3 separate regions of the Mus musculus genome follow, and all the other regions are linked to region 3. A link is a contact called in public promoter capture Hi-C data. All regions are on one chromosome and are shown on one strand. Each heading gives the region's core, a stretch centred on a gene start, on an enhancer-like site or on the middle of the called end of the contact. The rest is flanking DNA. Distances are from core to core; before and after follow the strand shown.

Region 1 (4,841 bases), core at 608-3,107, 2.2 Mb after region 3:
TTTCTGTTTATGTGTTTACAGCCCATGCAGGGAGTCCATGATGGTGGCAGACATGTGGAGCAGACAGCCAGAGCAGAAGCTGAGAGGCTCTGTCTCTCACTTAAGCCACCAAGCAGCAAGCAGACTAGAAGAGGGGCAGGGGCACAGACTCTCACAACGTGTATTCTTCCAGCCAGAGTCCACCTCACAGCCTGCCTTCACAGCCTTCACAGCCTTCACAGCCTCCCCAAATGGCACCACCCAGAGTGGACCAAGGCTCACACACAAGAGCCATGGCGACATTGCTCATTCCAGTCACCACAGAGGCTGCAGGGTCACCATTGTAGTGATGGCTGTGCTGAGGCTTTCTCTTTCTATCTCAGATGTTTGTATTTCAGGAAAGCACAATGAACTAACTCCTGTACATACTCTCTGGGTCTTTAAGGGGCTGTATTGTGTGCCCATTGAAACTTCTGAATTTTCAGGATCATCACATTCTCTTGTACCTCCCCTAGCTCACTGATTACCTTTGGTTTTGTTTCTTTTCTTTTCTTTCTTTTGAGTTTTTTACTTCTGAGTTGGTGTAGTTTGGGAGCAAACTTATTTGACCAAATGATTGTTTTAACCCATCTAGCTCATATCCCTTGTCTTATAGAGCTAATGGGAACATACTTTGAGGACCATATCCTGACAGAAAGCAGCGAAGGAAGTGATGTAGCCTGTATAGCCCTATGAGTAACTGGTTTAAAATACTCTTTTGTTAATCCTGTGGAGCAAGACTGCAGAGGAGTGGCAGAATGGAGGAGAGACCAACCTGGAGAAGCCAATGGGAGTCTCATTTAGGAGGAGGCCACGGAGGGAGAAAAGGACTGTGTTTTAGAGATGTCAGACTTGGTAGCTGGGTAGAGAAGGGGCTCAGGAGCTGTTTGTGTTTTGGTAACCCAGGGCTTGAATTGTGCTGTCGTTATGTAGATGAGGAGATTATTGGGGCTGGGAGAGGGAAGATAATGAGCCCTGTTTGGAGCAAGTAGTGCTAGGCATCTAGGTACCCATGCTTAGCAAGGGTTCAGTCATGCAGATTGAAGCTTGGGAGAAAGGGTTGGAGAGGGTTGGAGTCATTCATAGTCATGAGCCTGGACGATGACATCATCTAGGGAGAGCGCAAGAAAGGAGAAAGTGGGTCAAGGAGAGAATTCTAACTTAGATAAGAAGGGAAGCCAGTCTTGGGAATATTAATAAGAACGATTAGGTGTTCTGTTTTAGTCTTGTTAAACTTTTTCATGCTAAAAAGCCCATGCAGGTGTTACCTATTTTACAGATGAGTGAGTTGGAGTTCAAAGGTTAAACTGTCGGCTCCTTGTTGCACTTCTAGCAACAGCCATTGAGGAAGCTGAGCCACTCTTTTCTCACCTCCTTCCTGGCCTCTTGCTAGGCAAGGAGTTACAGACATATTATACAAAATGGAGATGTGCTACACCTAGGGTGAGAGAGATGGGAGGCTTGGAAGGCTGTTAGCCATGCGAGGGGCTGCAGAGAGATTAAGAAGGATGGGGATTCTAACCCCCTTTACACTGAGTAAAGACCAATTCCTGTGTGGGAATTGGTTTGCTGTAGGATGTTGATAGTATGGTTATTTTATTGTACCACTTTCCTAAGCTGTGCTTTTATTGACTAAGTAAATGACAGCTTATAATTCCCCCAAAGAAGAAGATAACAATTGTTAAACAACCAAAGTGATGCTAAATACAGACAAAGGCAGGCTCTGCTGCGTGATGTAACAATATCCTAGTGTTTGGGAGGGTGATGCAGCCTGGCCTCTCCTGACGATGCTCAGACAGGAAAGGGAGGGGAAGAGCCTCTGCGAGCACTTGAGCACTTGACTGCAGAGGGAGCGCTGCTTGCTGAGTCAGAGGATGAAGGCTGCGCTCTAGGCAGACATGGCCCAGTTCAGGCTGCTGGACTGCATGATAAACCACAATTGGAGTTTACTCTGCAATCTCTACTGTGCATGGAATGGCCAGGTTTGTCTGATGGATACATAGTTTTGCTTTTTAATTTAAGACTGCTGTAACTGTAGGGGAAAGAAAATGCTTGATATGAGAACATTGCCTTTTGTTACAATCATCTTTTGTTTCTTTTGAGTTAATTAGTTTTTTTAACATAGCATAGGGTAAATCTGATGATCTGAGTTACTTACTCTGCAAGACTGCAGTTAGCTGAAGTAACACAGTCATTGCTGTTTGTGGAGCATTAGGCTGTCGGGGAGGGGAAGTGGGACTGACTGACTTAATTTAAAACTAATAAATGAGAAGACGGTACAGTTGTAGAAGAAGGCCAGTTCACAGCTTTCCCAAGGAGCTTAAGATTGTGTTAATAAGATAGCACAAAGAGTTTGGAACAAACCGCCTTTGAGCAAGTTTTTTTTTTTTTAAATTTTCAATAAAATATGGTTCTGGATTTCTTCTGTGGCGGAACTGAATGAGGTTCCTTTCTGAGCGTTTCATGTTATGAGCTGGGCTTTTATGAAAACATAGTTTTGTAGTACAGAAAACTTGCTGGGCATATTTTTAAGAATAGCTGTCTGTTCTTAAGTGCTCTCTAAGAAGCGAGCCTTTCTCTGCACAACCCCAGCAGCACTGTTATCAGGCAGAGACCTCTTCAGTAAGTCGTAAATCATGCTGTACAGGCTCAGCCTAATGGCTTGGCTTTTCTAACACAGAAAGTCCAGCCACACCCCAGCCGTGTCTCAGTTCTTGCACAGGCCAGACACAAACTTCCTAGACGGAAAGACTTGATATTAGTTGCAAGCAGGATCTTAGCATCTCAGTTCTTCAGTATGCCCGATTTTTTTTTTTTTTTTTTTTGTCTAGAAAATAGTTTCATAGTTTAGCATGGACCAGAGAAATTGGAGATAGGGAAGGTCATTTAGTGTCTGTTTTTTTCCAGGTTAAGATTGATTCCTCATTGCACTTCCTATTACTCCCCCTAATGGATTTACATTACCATAAAAATATGGGTTTTACATGGCTACTCAAAGACTAAAAGAAGATAGATATTGCAATTATCTTAACATTTAAAATTCATGCTATGAGGAGCCTAGCAAAGCTGAAACCTGAGCTCTGTGTTATGTACACATGCTTTGTAACCACCACTCAGCCTATATATAGTCTTACCGGGGAACTTTCTTGTTTGAGGTCTGAACCCCAGAGGAGTGTTACCTGTGCCATAGATGCTTTGGGATGGGTTGGTGCAGCTGCGGATACTGAGTGCTTTGTGTGTGCCTTGGCCTGAGTGTTGCCAGTGTTGCCTTCCCTGTGGTTTTGATCTGACAGTAAGCCATTAGCTAGTAGCATCTCTTGTAGAGCATAGCCTAAGTAAAAATGGCATAGAACACCATCTACGGTGATATTGATGCCACTACTTAAATATATTTAATGGAAGTCACAGATGTAGTACCTCTGAGGCCAGGTAATGGAAGTATGAAAGGAGACTGGTTGGTTGTGATGGCACACATTTGTAATCCAGCACTTGGATGCAGAGGCCTGAGATGAAAAAGTTAAGGGACATGCACAGAGGCAGGGACTAGAGACTGTCTTCAGACAGGAGAGCAAGCTCTAGGAAACAGCTCCTGGGCTGGATCTGGTGTTGACAGATACTGCTTGTGTGTGTTTATGTATGTAATATGCAGAGCTGGTGCTGGCCCAGATCAGAAGGGGGGTTGGGTCTCCTGGAACTGGAGTCATTGATGGTTGTGAGCCACTGTGTGTGGGTGCTGGGAACTGAACCCAGCAATGAGTGTTCTTAATTTCTGAGCCCTCTCTGTAGCCCCTCAAGATACTTTATTTTTAAAAAAACTAAATTTTTAGATTTGCATGTGAACTTGTCTTATATTTTAAACATTGATGACTTATTAAAGAATACCAAAACAGTAGGATCTGAAGCAAACACATCTGGTGGGCAGATGTGGCTCTAGGCTTTCTGTGTACAACTTGTGATTTATAGTAGACTTAGGATAGCTCTTGGTTCCCTTGACTTCACCATTAAAACTAACCTGCTCCCAAGAACATTGTAGGATAAAAGCATGTGGTATTGATAAGTGTGGAGGATGGGGAAGAAATGGAGTGAATGAAATGCTTGAAGAGAAGAGAGGGAAACAAACTGGAGACAAAGGAATGATATGCTGGGAATCAGGAAATGCCACCGCAGAGCAGAATGCTGGCCACTGTGGCACACTGAGAATTCTGATCTAGGTCCTGTTAGTTGTTGAATATGTCACTGCTGTAGGGAGGCAGGATAGTGGAGTGGAATGCTAAGTTCAGTGTCCAAAGCCACTGAAGGCAGAGGTGATGCTGGCTCTGTGATGCCCACAAGCTGCTGCTGCCTTCGCTCGCACACTCACCTCTAATAGTGTGGATATCAGGGATCGCTCTGAAGGTTAAAGCAAGGGAGCTTGGTTCAGCATTGAGCACAGTGCCTGGCACGTTAGTTACATTTGATACCTGCTTATTGTTATTATTAATGTATTCTAGATTGAGATAGGGTACAGAAAGAGAATGTATGAGTCATGTTACAAATATAGAAAATTAAATTGTATGTAAATTGAATGGTCACTTGTAAAACATTGGAAATATAAGCTGACTTATACATTTTGGTCATTCAGCTATCATTCCTATTAATGTTTGGCATGTATACGGCCAGTGTTTTTATGTGCTTTTGAGCAGTTCATTCCTTTAAAAACTATAGTCATATTATGAACTTTCCCCCAATTTTTAAGACTCCACTAAAACAGAATTATATTTTTAATTTGTGTGTATATGTGTGTAAAAATGTTGAGTTGAGGTACTCATGGAGGCCAAAAGAGG
Region 2 (4,561 bases), core at 1,238-3,737, 2.3 Mb after region 3:
TTCTTAAAAATGTCTAGATTTTCATATTTTTGTTTGAAATAAAGAAGCTGATGGAAAAGTGGTAGGCAGTTTCAATTTTTGAAGGGTTATTTTGTAGGTTTCATAGCTAGTAAAAGATTGAAGATATGTTCATTAATAACACTGTGGAAATCCTTGCTCCCCAGAACAGCCTGTTGATTGTTCCTGTCTGTGGTAAGTTAGGTGAGAATTCCTGCCTCTTGATTAACCTGTTCCGAGAAACTAAGGCACTAACACAAGTTTGATACTGGGAAATAAGGAAACAAGAAGCAAAAATTGGTTATTAGATTATGCAAAGTAAAATATCGAGTTGTTGAGTATGGACTTTCCCTCGTAGCTCCCTCTGTGCTTGCCCCTTCCGCATCCTCCTCCTCTCTTTTTGTAGAATCAGGATTTCCTTATGTTGACTTGGCTGCTTTTGGACTCCTGGGCTCAAGTGACTCCTGTCTCAGCCTCCCAAGTCAAGTGCTAACTACAAATCCACCCCATTTACTTATCATTATGTTTTTGAAACGATTTCTATGAATTCTTCTCAGAGAAAAGATGATGAAGGACAGAAAATGCGTCCTGTGACTGAGTTTTTCATTAAGTAGGTACCGGGTACATAGTAGGAGCTTGTATGCACAGTGCCTGTTGGGTAAGGGGAGGATGCTGACACCTTTTGTCATGGCCACCATGGCCTGTTCCTAAGTGACTGCTCTGTGTCTTCCTTCTCCCTCCCCATAGCCCGGGTAACTCAGGGTTAGTGGTACCTAGTGATTTAGAAACCATATTTCAAATAACTAAGAAAGTCTTTAAGAAAATAACAAAAATAGGGCAATCTTGGACTTACATAGAAATGTAGACATATTCTATAAAATAAACCAGTAGGTGAAAAGTTTAAAAGAGAATCTTGATACTACTTAAAAATAATGAATGGTAATCTATAATGAAAGGAATTGAGCTGGATTAAAGAGGCTGTCAGAAACTCACTTTTAAGGTGAAGACTTTAAGACTTGAAAAACATAATACATGAAGTTTAACCTGGCAGTCAAGAAACTAGATGTGATTTCAAAATCTCTGTAAGGGTTCTAAACACTTTATTATGAAATATTTTAATGTGAAAGATAGCTTCAGAGAGAATTAATCGGAAGTCTTTGGCAGAGATAAGTAACTGTAAGAGAACTAGAGAGAGATTCACACTAGGGTTTGAGCCGCCTCTAAAACATGGCTCTCTTCTCTGGCTTTTTCTTAGTAGTATTGCCCCAGACAGTACTGTAATTAGGTGGTTTTAAGCTGGCTTTTCCTAGCTGCTGCATAACTTACAACCAGGGTCACAGAACCAGTGTTCACCTCCTCCTGTGTCTGGTCTTTGGAGGAAAGCAACAGGCTTGCCTCCTGAGGGAGAGATAGTCCTCACGTTTAAATGTTCATTAGGGACAGACAGTTCATTGTGTGAAGCACCACCCATGCTTGTTAAAACTCCTCAACTTCCACACTTTACTCCTAAGATGTGTCTCCACCCTCCCAACTCAGTTTTTGTTCATAAAAGGAAACTTCAGATGTTTAAGGATTGAAAGGGCGGAGGCAGGGCAGGCCAGGTATCACACTGGATGTTGTCCTTGTAGGAGACGGTGCCCGCTGTGTGGCTGAGGCTGTAGCATGTGCCAGAGCGAGTGTGCTGCTGGCTATCTCTATTAACTTTCCCTGGAAGGGCGGCAGAAAAGGCAGTGCCCAGGTGCCGTCCTCCCTGTGCAGTGGAGGTGTGGGTGAAGAATAACATATGCGTTCGGTTCATCCCGCAGCGCCAGTTCTGCTTACCAAAAGTGGCCCACTAGGCACTCGCATTCCACGCCCGGCTCCACGCCAGCGAGCCGGGCTTCTTACCCATTTAAAGTTTGAGAATAGGTTGAGATCGTTTCGGCCCCAAGACCTCTAATCATTCGCTTTACCGGATAAAACTGCGTACGTCGGGAAAAGAGCGAGAGCGCCAGCTATCCTGAGGGAAACTTCGGAGGGAACCAGCTACTAGATGGTTCGATTAGTCTTTCGCCCCTATACCCAGGTCGGACGACCGATTTGCACGTCAGGACCGCTACGGACCTCCACCAGAGTTTCCTCTGGCTTCGCCCTGCCCAGGCATAGTTCATAGCTCTCCTGCTGGAGAGCCCGGATCTTGTTCCTCATTGCTTTCCATAGCCTACATAGAAAGTATGTGACTCCTAACTTAATCAGTGTTTATTGTGGGAATTGCAGCCCCCTGCTTTCAATGTTCAACAGATAACTTCTCATCTTTGACATAAAAACAGAGCAGAAATATTCAAAGCTAAGTGTGAGGACAGTTAAGAATTAAGAAATACATTTTTTGTTTGTTCATTCATTTAGCAAACATCTGTGCAGTCTGCACCATGAGCCAGACACACTAGGCTGATTGCGTGGAAGGAAGCGTGCTGCCTCTAGCCTCACTTCCTTCAGAGTGTTGAAAATGTCATGTGATATAGTGCACTTCCTCGGCCGGCCGGTTAATGAAACGTGCCTTCTGCGCCCCTTTCCTTCTCACTGTGTGGCGGTGTCCACAGTCATCTCACACTAACCGCTTCACCATTTTCCCACTCTCAGGTGAAACATAGGGCTGTAGGGCAAGGATTTTTTTTTTTCAAATTCAAAATAGTTTCTATGCTTAAAACATCATCTTATATTTCCATCTTCCCGTGTTTTATGTGTAAATTTGTGGGTGTATATGTTTCTAATAAATGTACAGAAGAAACAGAGAGCACACAGAGGACAGCCTTGATAAGCTTATTAGTTCAGGGGTTGAACAGTGTATAAATCCAGAGATGGGAAGTTGTTGCTTATGATTAACAAATTTGTCTGGGTTGTCAGAGAAATTTACAACCTCGCAAAGCAGAAACAACAGGGCTCTGACTCTAGACATAGACATCATTTATGAAGCTCCTGAAACAAGGGAAAAGACTAACATTACTGAACTCCAAGTGCTCTGAAAGGCGGTTACGGACTGTTCATTCAGAGAGAACTAGGGGGAAGTATTTGTTGGATAACAGGCTCCCACAGTGTTTCTGCCCAGCTATAGCTCTAAAACTGATTCATGTCTGACCCCTAGTGGAGGTACGCTGGCTCTTCTGTTGCCTACCCTGTCCCTGTACTGGGAAGGCCAGACAGCTTCAGGCTGTTTACTGTTAGCATTGTCCAGGCTGAGGTTTTGAAGTAGATAGCAGTTACTTACTGAGCATCCGTTACATCCATTCTGTGCACTTGAGATTTCTGCGCAGCGTATTTTCTATAAACTCACAGGATTTTAATGTATAACTGAGCAAGTCCACTGTAAACTTACGGGATTTGAGTATGTAGCTAAGTGTATAAGTATATTAAGTATATAGCTAAGAAGATTGACTATAAACTCAGATAATTTTAATTTGTAAACGAGTAGATGCCCAGTAAACTCACAGGATTTGAGTATATAAGCAAGCACACCCACAGGTATCTTGTTTATAAACTTAACCTGGGGGTGTCTTGTGATTTTCACGTGTGAGCCCTTTCTGAATTTGTCTCACGGCTTTGGGAGCTTTGTCAGTTCTTAGTGTTAAGTGGATACTTAAGGTAAAAGATTGCCTTGTGCTCAGCTTCTATGTGAACGAAACTCCATTGTGCAGAGTACTCCATTGTAGACACCCAGTGCAGCATTTTGGTTTTGCCAGCAGGTTAATACTAAAGTTCTTATCTTTCAGCTATGCCTGCCCAAATATCTATAGGGTTTATGAATGAACTGGCATCTGGGATTTAACTTTAAAAGCTTTATATGGGTGCGAGTGGGCTTATATGAAATGTGATTTTCTTGGTTCCCTAGTCTCCTGGGGCTTTGTGCTGTTAGCATCTCTGGTTCTGAATGTATGAAACACTCCCATGACAAAAAAAGTTTTTATAATTAAATGTCTTTTATCTGAAAAAGTTTAACATGAGTAATTTCAAACATAGTTTACTTTTTACAGTTTTAAACTGGTTTATTTTACTCCATTGCTTGAAGGTCAGGTTGCATTAAGAGAGTATATGCGGGGCTGGTGAGATGGCTCAGTGGGTAAGAGCACCCGACTGCTCTTCCAAAGGTCCAGAGTTCAAATCCCAGCAACCACATGGTGGCTCACAACCATCCGTAACAAGATCTGACTCCCTCTTCTGGTGTGCAACCATCCGTAACAAGATCTGACTCCCTCTTCTGGTGTGTCTGACGACAGCTACAGTGTACTTACATATAATAATAAATAAGTCTTAAAAAAAAAAAAAAAAGAGAGTATATGCTTGCTTCTACTATATGAAATTGTGATTGAAATGTGACAGGTCTTCATCTGGATCCCATTCAGAGATTATTATAATTTGAGATTAGGATTCCTAAAGTTGTCAGATCTGCAGATTGGGAGGTAAAACTTGAATGTATTAACTAGCATTTTGAAAATGAGTATATTGTCTTCTTAGTTTGGGTTTTACTGCTGTGAAGAGACACCAGGACCCAGGTAACTCTTGTAAAGACAGCATTTAATTGGGGCTGGCT
Region 3 (4,568 bases), core at 743-3,242:
ATGACAACCTGGTCACAGAAATCAAATGAATCGAACTCTGTAACTGCCTCAAGGCTTCTCTCCAACCTCCCTTTAGCCACTCTGTTCTTGCCACATGGGCCTGACTTTTGTTCCTCACAGGATTTTATATTTATATTTTTCTGTCTGCCTGAAATTCCCGTTTATTTATTTATTTATTTACTTATGGTTTTTCGAGACAGGGTTTCTCTGTGTAGCCCTGACTGTCCTGGAACTTACTTTGTAGACCAAGCTGGCCTTGAACTCAGAGATCCGCCTGCCTCTGCCTCCCAAGTGCTGGAATTAAAGGCGTGCGCCACCACGCCCGGCGAAATATCCGTTTATTGTTCATCTTTATTTCCAGTGACTAGGAGAAATCTACATTTGCTTGGTTCGCTTGCTGCCTAAGTAGCAGCTAAGCAATTCCTTTCTCCATTAGTCTACCAATTCCATAGGAACACAAAAAGAGGCAGGTAGTAAGATGTAACGAACATTTGGGGGGGCAGTCTTTTGAGACAAGTCTCACTATGTAACATCTCTAGATTCTCTGCCTGCCTCCCAAGGAATAATCCTCAAGACAAGTTGATGGTGCATCTGGTGTGATGGTGGTGGGAGCCATGATCCCAACACTTAGGAGGCCAGCCTGGACATAATAAGGACTAGGACAGCAAAGATAGACAATGAAACCTCGCCTCAAAAAATAAAATATAATTAATTAATTAATTAAACATTGTTAACACCTTCCCCCCCAAAAAGAAAACAAATTTTAATGAAACAAGGAAAAATTAACATAATTTGGGTCCTGATTTTTTAAAAAATGTTTAAAATTTAATTGCAAGAATCTAATGATTCAAAAATGTGCACAAGTTAATTCTACCCAGAAAGAAAGAAATTGTGATGCTATTCGAATTATTAGAGTATGTTTGAACTAAATTCGGCTTGAAAGGAAAAAAGGGTAATCAGAAATAGATGGATGGAAAGAACACTGTCTTCTTTACCTTTCTCGCAGATTTCACAAATCCCCATCTCAGACTGTCCAACCCTAAACAGTCCCTGAATTGTCAACAGAAATTCTGTGCAAGCCAGTGGATACGCTATGTGATGTTCACCACGGTTAGTGTCAGGTCATAGTCTCAGCACTGTCCCCTGATCTCCTTTTCAGCCTGCGACTCAAACAGGGTTCGTCGCTTCCCTCACTAATTTTGCTTCAGAAACACCGATTCTACTACAGCATCCGGGGAAAAGTCGCAAAAGGGACGCAGGAAAACGCCTGAATGCTGGGCTCACCTGAGGCTGCACAGTGCTCGACAGGGAGAACATCTCCGGGCCCTCGAGATCTTACCGGCCAGCCGAAACTGCTTCTTAGCTTCAGCTCCGAGGAAAGGGGCTGAGCCCTTTTATTTTCTCTTTATTTCTCTTTGCTTTTCTCCCAGTTTCTCCCTTACTCCTCCCAGAAACGAAAAAATGGCTTCCCCTCCCGACAGCTGCTACGACGACATCTGCCCCGGAAGACCATAGGTACAGTGCTTCCGGAGCAAGCCTCCGCGTTCACCCCGCCCCCGCCCGTCAGCGCTCCGCCTCTTCCGGGGACTCTGTCACTTTGGGGTGGTTTTTCGAGGTTCCTATCACCACCTCCACAATAAATTGGATGTTCTTCTAGTCGCTCCTACTCTGTTTCTGAATTCAGTACGCGGTCAAACGCACTTAACGCTCACCCAGGCTCTCCACATTCTGTGGCTTCGCTAGCTTCCACACATCATCCCTAGCCATTGCTTTACTTAACAGTCGGCCTGGCTTCTAGCTCATGCGGAGGGAGGGAGAACTGCAGATCTTGACTGAGACTCGGAAGGACCCCACCAGACTACATAAAGTCTTAGTCCCTTGCTCATTGGCCAGAATGCACTGCCTCGTCACAAAAACAGCCCGTGTATCCGCGGCTGAGCCCCGCCCAGCGCCCCTTCCGGCAGCGCCGCCGGCTCCGCCTAGCGCTCCGCAGACTGCGCCCAGCAGTGCCGCCGGCCCCCACCCGTCGATGCCTGCTTACAGGGAGCCGGCAGAGCGCAGACGCGCGGTGACGTCACGGGAGGCGTCCGGCGTAGGCGAAACCTTTTGAATCTAGCTGGCGGGAGTTGCTGCTGCAGGGCGAGCTGTGCAGCAATGGAGTCCGCCTCGGCAAGTGAGGAGAATGAAGGAGGTGCGGCGATAGAGGAGTGCGTGAGTAGGATCCCGGTACCAAGACCACCCTCCATTGAGGAGTTCACCATAGTGAAGCCCATTAGCCGTGGTGCATTCGGGAAAGTGTACCTGGGACAGAAAGGCGGCAAGTTGTACGCAGTGAAGGTAGGCAGTCAGAAGCGAGAAGGTCTTAAATGGTCCTCCCTCGCGGACCTCCCTTTTGAGTTGTTGAACAAACTCTGGAGCTGCTGTACCACTAGCCTGGAATGCCCGGCTTACAGAAGCCTGCACAGTCCTGCTTGTTGACTGTGGGCGTTTAGGCAGACTGCAGTGAGCAGGTGTCTGTCCTTTCCCTTGCCCTGCCCTTCTCTGTATACTGAGAATCATTAACCCAGTGAAAATAGCAAAACTTACCCAACTGTGCCCTGGCCATTGTTAACAAATGAGAAAACTGCGACTGAAGGCAGAGGCTTGAAGCCACACCCATGACTCCTGAGTCATGTTTCAAATCAAAACGGCCTTAAGTACTTGTTGGTTATGTTTTCCTTGTTTGACATACATAATAGCCGAAATCTTGCTATCACAAACAAGATTGGTTTGTAGACAGTTCAAATCTCACTCTTACCAAAAGGAAGCTGCATTATATTCGAATTTTCTGTGACACAATTTATATTGTGAAAGTTTTTAATTGTAGTATTATTTATTTAAAGTATCACCGGGATTGTGAGTTTGTTTTGCTTTTTTACTAACTTGAGCTTCACCTGGATTAACTTCGGTACTTTGATTACGTTTGTAATGGTCACTTTCCGATGATGCTTTAATTCCAGCTCTTTGATAAGCAGGAGCAAGTGATGCAAAACCAAAATTTTTGCTTCTCAAGATTTCCATCGTGATACGTAAGCTGTAAGTTCATTTATTATAGAGCAAGTAGAAAGAAATGTGTCCTAAATCAAGCGTTTCTTATCTATATGTGATCGTAAAAACAGTCAGTGTTCACTTAAAATTGTTCTGTCCACCCTAGCTTCTCATTACTACTTTGTAATGAGAACATTACATTGTAAACATGACAAAGGAGGCTACTGGCTGGCTCAGATTCCTGGTACCCAGTGCTTGGAGACTAGCACACAGTTAAGATAAGCAGCCCCTTCACCTGACTACCTAAATGACCTCTTCCTTTGCTTCTTTCCCTTTAATAGTACCAATGTCACCTCTACCCTTCAGGCTAGAAACTTGAGTTGCCCTTATATATTTCATCAATACACCACATACCCTTTGTTCCTGTTGTCCCTCTGGAAAAAAATGTTTTGTTTTTGTTTTGTTTTGCTTTTTTCATTCACAAGTGGATTTCTCCCCACTTACTTGTTCAGTGATGACTTTTGTAAATTAAATAGTATTGAAAACCAGTTTTAGGGGCTGGTGAGATGGCTCAGTGGTTAAGAGCGCCGACTGCTCTTCCAAAGGTCCTGAGTTCAAATCCCAGCAACCACATGGTGGCTCACAACCAGCCTAAACGAAATCTGATGCCCTCTTCTGGAGTGTCTGAAGACAGCTACAGTGTACTTACATATAATAAATAAATGAATTTTTTAAAAAAAAAAAACAGTTTTAAGGAATAGTTCCATAGCCCAAAAAATTACCTTTTTGCCTATTCACAGTACCTCTTCCCTTAATATGTCAGCAGGTAACTACTATCCCTCTTCTCTCTGTTTTCTGTCTCTCTTTGACAGTCCCAAATAGCCTCAGACATATGATGGAACTGAGCATGACAAGCCTTAAATTACTGATACGTATGGCTCCATCCCCTAAGTGAAGCGACTACAGGCATGTACCAACAAGCCCTATGTACCAACTCACCTTCTATCTCTGCAAGATTGCCTTTTCTGGATAGTTCACATAAATGGAATCATACAATGTATGGTCTTTGATGTCTTCTTCTTCTTCTCTTCCTCTTCCTCTCCTTCCTCTTCCTCCTCCTCCTCCTCCTCCTTTTTCATTTGCCTGGTGGTTTGAGGCTCATCGGCTTGAATTTCTGTACTTAGTTGGTTGGAGTAGTTTCCTAACTAGAATCATTAACTTTACTTTAATCCATTCTTTAGGTTGCAGTTTGCAGGCCAAAATCCAGGGTCCTTAAAAATTCAGTCAGATTCCCAATTTTTGGCCCTTGATCTCTACTTTATCTTCCACCTAACCTATATTAAAGCAACATCCAGGCAACTAACTGGTCCCTCAAAGCCATGACTTATTTCCACACCTCAGGACTTAAGTTTATCCTGCTTCCTTCTTAACTGCTTTTGTTCTACCTTTCTAGGCTTTTCAGCCATTGTTTTGTTTTGAGGTTTACTTAATTCCCGGGAAACCTTCTCTGATTTTCCAAACTCAACTCACTGAAATTGTTA

What was found. Promoter capture Hi-C pulls out the DNA fragments that hold promoters and counts their contacts.
Region 1: a contact with region 3 is called in a promoter capture Hi-C map of hippocampal neurons, with 2.8 times the contacts expected there. The contact joins the enhancer-like site here to the promoter of Mastl in region 3. A contact is called at or near these places in 3 of 39 promoter capture datasets (the HPC-7 cell line, hippocampal neurons and liver), 1 of 115 datasets of contacts at active chromatin or transcription factors (astrocytes) and 1 of 9 other capture datasets (liver).
Region 2: a promoter capture Hi-C map of liver shows a contact between it and region 3, with 3 times the contacts expected there. The contact joins the enhancer-like site here to the promoter of Mastl in region 3. A contact is called at or near these places in 5 of 39 promoter capture datasets (the 3T3-L1 cell line, the HPC-7 cell line, hippocampal neurons and 2 more), 1 of 115 datasets of contacts at active chromatin or transcription factors (astrocytes) and 1 of 9 other capture datasets (liver).

The regions. Positions count from the first base shown.
Region 1 is chr2:20,940,442-20,945,282 of GRCm38.p6, reverse strand. The region is part of intron 1 of Arhgap21 (Rho GTPase activating protein 21); the gene reads left to right. Among named protein-coding and RNA genes, the nearest start is that of Arhgap21, 25 kb to the left of the region's middle. Within about 2 kb of position 1,857, at least 128 of the 459 cell types and tissues checked have an H3K27ac peak or open chromatin away from gene starts, as enhancers often do. A contact at or near this core is called in the HPC-7 cell line, astrocytes and hippocampal neurons, where this site is marked.
Region 2 is chr2:20,897,432-20,901,992 of GRCm38.p6, reverse strand. All of the region lies in intron 3 of Arhgap21 (Rho GTPase activating protein 21), which reads left to right. Among named protein-coding and RNA genes, the nearest start is that of Arhgap21, 68 kb to the left of the region's middle. Within about 2 kb of position 2,487, at least 124 of the 459 cell types and tissues checked have an H3K27ac peak or open chromatin away from gene starts, as enhancers often do. A contact at or near this core is called in the HPC-7 cell line, liver and pre-B cells, where this site is marked.
Region 3 is chr2:23,153,448-23,158,015 of GRCm38.p6, reverse strand. Mastl (microtubule associated serine/threonine kinase-like) reads left to right here and starts at 1,992. Exons shown (of 12, transcript NM_025979.4): 1 at 1,992-2,337. The coding sequence starts at 2,155. It overlaps Yme1l1 (YME1-like 1 (S. cerevisiae)), which reads right to left and starts at 1,511. Exons shown (of 19, transcript NM_013771.5): 1 at 1,285-1,511. The coding sequence starts at 1,317.